2 separate regions of the Capsicum annuum genome follow, and region 2 is linked to region 1. A link is a contact called in public Hi-C data. All regions are on one chromosome and are shown on one strand. The core of a region is the stretch at or near the end of the contact, and the rest is flanking DNA. Distances in the headings are between cores, read along the strand shown. Region 1 has its middle 8.8 kb from the start of LOC107854914. Region 2 has its middle 69 kb from the start of LOC107854914.

Region 1 (2,866 bases), core at 143-2,642:
GTCACATATTTGAAAATAAAGCTCACTTTTAATCCTGCAAAAGGGCTCCAATATTTTTAACCCCAAAAAGGCTCATATACTTTTAACCCAAAAGCTCAATTTTTAAAGCATGTCAAACAGCAGTGATATATGAAGAATATATATGAAGAACGAAGATCATGCACAAGAAGAAGGTGGATCAAGTGAAGAAAATCAAGCCAAAAAGAGGAGATTTGTTAGGGTTTTTGCTCTGATTTTCTTACTATATTTAAGTTTTATTTTTTCTTAGAAGGAAAATAAAAGTTACCATAATTACTTTTACTTTTCCTGAAAGAAAAAAATATAATTCTTTTTTATATTTGGCTAACCTCTTTCTTAGAGGTAAGATTTTTGACATCTATAAATAGAAGACCTCCCTTCTCATACCATAACACAATAACATCCACAAGGTAGTCGTTTAAAGAGTCTCGTTTAGGGAGTTTTCTCCCAATAGTTTTTAATATTTTTTTATATTAGTTTTCAATATGTAGGTCACTTGATCAAATTACATCAATAATATTTTTTTTAGTATACTTTTCTTTGTCGTCTGAATTATCACTACGATAGTTTGCAACTAATAACATCCGCATGACGCCCTCTCCATTTCGAACCCAACAACATTAACTGTTAAATTGGAAATTAATAGAAGCTAGTGATTATCCAAAAAAAAAAAAAAACTAAAATGTGAAGCTACTTGTTTGGTAATATTTGAGTTTAAAAAATTTAAATTCTTATTGATGTGATTATTTGATATGACATATTATCTACGGTCAGTTCACTTAGTTAAAGTTTACCATCTAAATATATATATATATATATATATATATATATATATATATATATATATATATATGATGCTTAGATCAACTAAGAGGTCTAATTTCTTTCTTAGCTTCTTTTTTATTCCTTCAAAATTATAGAGAAGAAGAATTTGTAATTGCTATGATTTATGTCGAGAAAATTGTATTTGAGATGACTGAGATTTAAGATAATTTTTTCAGCACTTTAGCTATGCATATTTTTTCAGCACTTCAGTTAGTTAAAGTTTATCATCTAAAAATATATGCGTGATGCTACCTAGATCAACTAAGAGGTCTAATTTCTTTCTTCTTTTTTTCCTACAAAATTATAGAGAAGAAGAATTTGAAATCGCTATAATTTATGTTGAAAAAATTATATTTGAAATGGCTGAGATTTAAGACAATTTTTTCAACACTTGAGTTATGTACGTCTGAATTGTTTCCAAAAATGGATAGTGGGAGGAATATCCAAGATGACACCAGGAAAGGTTCTGCCACATCAGGGTGATGATGAGGTAGGGCAATGGTGAATTGGACGAATGATAGCACAAGTAGTAGGCAATCCATCACTAAGCCGGCCGTGTTTTCATATACAGCCACGTTAGGGCCGTCAACATGCCCCTATTACTCCTCGTCATCATAGCCCCACGACAAGATTTCAAGATATGCCTGTCCAACCCTTGTTGCTATGAAACCAATATCATTTTTTAAAACATATTAAAGATGTCCCAAAACCTATGTGATTACAAGTAATCAATCTTTTCTTATCATGTTCCCTACCCCACTTCTCATTCCACTTTAATCAATGTTCCTTTGTCTTCTTCCTAATTTTATCCCTTTGTTAACATATATTCTCCCAAATTGTCATTTCTTTTATATAATTATGAGAAATTAGTTGATTGTACAGTTTGAAATTCGGTTGCAATGACTTGACCTTTTATCTATAATCGATGCGAATCCTCAAGTATTAGTGATCCATACGTCTGGCGTTGTGCTTTTGTCGGTATGTACTAAATAGGGGCGAAGCTAGTTTGGGATAGACCCAAACTCAATTTACAGTAGTTATACATTATTAAAATTATTTGTATGTTAAATAATAAATGTTGAACCTCTATCTATTGATTCGTGTGTATTTTGAACTCACCTAATAAAAATTTTAGCTATGTTACTAATACCAAAACCTAAGAGCACTTGTCATTACCTTTTATTCTAACACTAAAATATTTTCTCTCTCAAATCTTTTATTTTCCATTTATGTCTTAACGAGAGGATCCTAGAAATAATTGTTGGTGGTATGCCATGTGTCAAAGTGTTCTTGAATTTTATGTTAGAATTCTTGGAGTTGTATCATCTTTGCAATAATAATATATAGAAAATTCACATGGCCGGTGAGTATAAGATGAAAAGAGGATTGGGAAAAGAAGGATTAGTGATTCTCTACCTCCTGTTGCCTAATTTCATCATCAGAAAGGGAAAAGGGGAAACAGAAATAACATTAGTCAACTATATATCTGTTTTACTTTTTCGTGCAATAATTAAAGTAAAAATTCGAATTACAATGGTCACCTAAAATTTCTATTGAATAATTATATACTGATCCATTTTTTAATCTCTATGTGAGTCTACCTTTTTGGTTGTCAGAGACAGAGCTAACTTGGTTGAAATACATTCGATAGAATTTAATAATTTTAATTAGAAATTATTTCTTTGAAACTAATAAGCTAAAATTTTGAATTCATAAACTTTATATCCTGATTTTGGGTCTATAGTTGGAAACAACTGAACGAGTACCTTAATTCTTAATCGTACATCAATATGACAACCTTTAATTTACTGGAGGGTTCACTTGATAATGTTCACTATTAATTTCAGCAAATGGATGTACTTCGACGTTTTCACTTTCTGGTTTTTAAAGGAGAGTTGACCCACAGATTTATGTAGGGTCAATATAATTTGACAATTCAAATCTCTTAAGACATTAAAAAAAGATTATTCTGTATGTCCTGGAAAATGTATAATGGACGTAACGAATTCCTATAGCAAGCTGA
Region 2 (2,932 bases), core at 428-2,927, 60 kb after region 1:
TGAAATTGATTTTTCCAAACCAATTATCAGAATTGTGTGATATATATATGAGTATATGTTATGGTATTTTTGTCCTTCGACAATTTTAGCTGATTATTCAAGTTTCTTTAGTTTCAAACAAATAAAATAATTATTTTACAAAAGTCTGTTCAGCGGCCATTTTGTAAAAATAGTTGTTTATTGATCGTTGGAAAATGCCAAAATTCTTTGAAAAGAAATTTTACTCACCGGGCTAGTGAGCCAAGAATCAGGCTTGCACCTCGGTTAGTGCATCGGGCCAATCCAGCTCCCTACCTGAACCTCCCAACCAGCCTATCCAAGTCCTGCCCGGCCATTGTGTCCGGGTTTTAACCGGGTCAATCCCAGATGGATGTAGGCTTGTTTGACCCATTTCAGATGTAATATTATTTACGATTCATATTTTTGAAATTATTTAAGCTCTTTACATTGGTATGGAAGTAGCTAATATTTTGTAAAAATAATATTCAATACTCTAACTTCATTAATGATTGTAGGTCCATCGTGATAAATCAGGATGTCCGTATAGGAAACATAACATGCGAACTTTTATTTTCTTTCACACAAATCTTTAATATTTATATCCCTTCACCCCCCACCCCCCCGCGCCCCCACAAAAAAACGTGATACAGTATTAAAATTTCGTTAAAACGTGATACAGTATTAAAATTTCGTTTAGAAAAGTGTGTTTCTTTTGCATTTATTTTGATATCTGTGTACCTTACATGTTCCACACCCTGCAAAGCAAAGAAGGCACTCCCACCCCCAAAACAGCCATTTGTTAGGAGTGTTATTGAGGAAATCAATCATGTTTTCTTTAATAATTTCAAAAAATTTCTAACTACAGAAGAATTTGCATGATTTGTAGCACTATCATGTAATTCTAAACGGCAAAATCTAGTAAAATGTCAAATATTTGATATGGAAATTGTGTACTGAATTAGATAGGTTGGTGATCATGCGATATGCAAATAATTTCAAAATTTTCTAATTACAGAAAAATATGCATGATTTTTAGTACTTTTAATATAATTCAAAATGAAAAAATCTAGTCAAATATCAAAGATTTGATATGGGAAATCGCGTGCAAAATTAGATAGGTCAATCGTCATATGATACACGCAATTCATTTCAGGTCACGACGAATACATATAATCATATATAGGTGCGTTCGTGGTCCAAGGATTACTTGGATGTTTTGAAAATTAGAAAATTATTGTTATAAAGCTAAATAATTGAAAGGGAGATGACTAATAGAGTATAATTCTTTGATGTGAACATGGTCATTGGTCATATTAATATGGAATAACTTACAAGTCAAAAGGGAGTATAAAGAAACAAAACCCCAAGATTTGCTTAAGTTTTCGTTGTTTCATTCGTGAAAGCGAAGATGTCTAGTTACCACTAATAATTAATTGGAAATGTTACTATCAAAACACATTTGTTCACCTCCATAATTGAATTTCCACTACAGAATTTTTGGTCAAGCATATATTTATAGACACATTAGCCAAATCAAATGTGGTCATGGAACATGTATATATTTTCTTCATTTTAGGACGCAACCGAACTTATCATTTGCATTGACTACAAAGGCAACACGATGAAAGGGAAATGTTTGATTAATATGGTGGAAATATGACGAGTCATCAATCATCTATTCTAAATCATACACTAGTCCTTCATTAGTACAAGCAATTAGTGATTATATATACTCTAACATGAACCTTTAGCCTTACGTCCCAATCATCAAAAAGTTCAAAATTCTACCCATAGACACATTCTCTTTTCATGAATTCAACACATTATTTGGAACTTCTTGACATCTTTGAACAGTTCGTACTTCTTTAACAAGCTTGTGATTGAGGCAATACCGCGAATTTAATTGTATTATTGATATATATGAGCAATATTGTTAGCTCACTAAACCCTTAGCGTGCCTTTCACCGGGGATGGATCGAATATGCATGCATATGTATATATAAAAAGGATCACAAATTCGAGTATAAGGCTATATATATTTCGTATAAAATACGGTTTATCGTCTCGTCAACATCACGTCGTTTGAACTAGCATGGTAACTCTCATTATTGTTAGTGACATTATTGGACGTTGTTATTGTGTATGCCTAGAAAAATGTAATAGTGACAATCTTGGGCTTTCATGATTCTATTATTAACAAAAAAAGGTAGGGACATTGTAGATAGAAAGGGAATTGAGATTACTACATCCTAGTCTACAATTTTAATTTTTTTTTTGCATTCCTTACGTGGATATAAATGAGATTCCATTTTAAATCAAAGAATTTAGAACCCGAGGGACATTCACAACCTCTGCCACAACTTCTACCCTTCGGATGAACATTTTGTAGTAATTGGTCAATGTGCAATAGCTCATAAACCACACAGGAAATGTAATTGACAGACGGAGGCTGGATTCCATCCCAGATCTCTACACGGAACACCCACCTCCCAACCTAATTAAGTTGTCCACGTTTTTCAGATTTATCTTTTGAGTGCTTAAAAGAATGGTCCAGGCAGCGCGTTAGCTGTCAAAGATTTGTTATATCTGAGGTCAAGATTTTCTTTAATTTGTTGTTAAGAGAGCATGAATCAATCTGAAATTGTGAATAACATTTTTTCAATGAATTCATAAACATGAAGCTAACGTATCACATTTATTTGTTCAAATTTAAGACTTGTGGGGAACCCTTGTTCAATTTCATCTCATGAAATAACGAAATGACTCGTCAATAATTAGTGTTTGAATTTCGAAGGACTAAGACATTATATAAATCCTTTTAGGGAAAAATATATGTGGTTTAGCTAACTCAATCCTCTATTTATCCTTCATAGTGGTAGTTTAAGAAAATTACATAGTTTTGGGTTTTATAGTGAATATGTGCGGATACACA

Evidence for each region. A called contact is a pair of places that touch in the nucleus more often than the background predicts.
Region 2: a Hi-C map of bud shows a contact between it and region 1, with 1.9 times the contacts expected there. The contact joins two enhancer-like sites. A contact is called at or near these places in 3 of 5 Hi-C or Micro-C datasets (bud, leaf and placenta).

What each region holds. Positions count from the first base shown.
Region 1 is chr1:151,318,944-151,321,809 of UCD10Xv1.1, forward strand. No RefSeq gene overlaps it. Among protein-coding and RNA genes, the nearest start is that of LOC107854914, 8.8 kb to the left of the region's middle. Within about 2 kb of position 1,393, at least 4 of the 5 cell types and tissues checked have an H3K27ac peak or open chromatin away from gene starts, as enhancers often do. A contact at or near this core is called in bud, where this site is marked.
Region 2 is chr1:151,379,009-151,381,940 of UCD10Xv1.1, forward strand. No RefSeq gene overlaps it. Among protein-coding and RNA genes, the nearest start is that of LOC107854914, 69 kb to the left of the region's middle. Within about 2 kb of position 1,678, at least 4 of the 5 cell types and tissues checked have an H3K27ac peak or open chromatin away from gene starts, as enhancers often do. A contact at or near this core is called in bud, where this site is marked.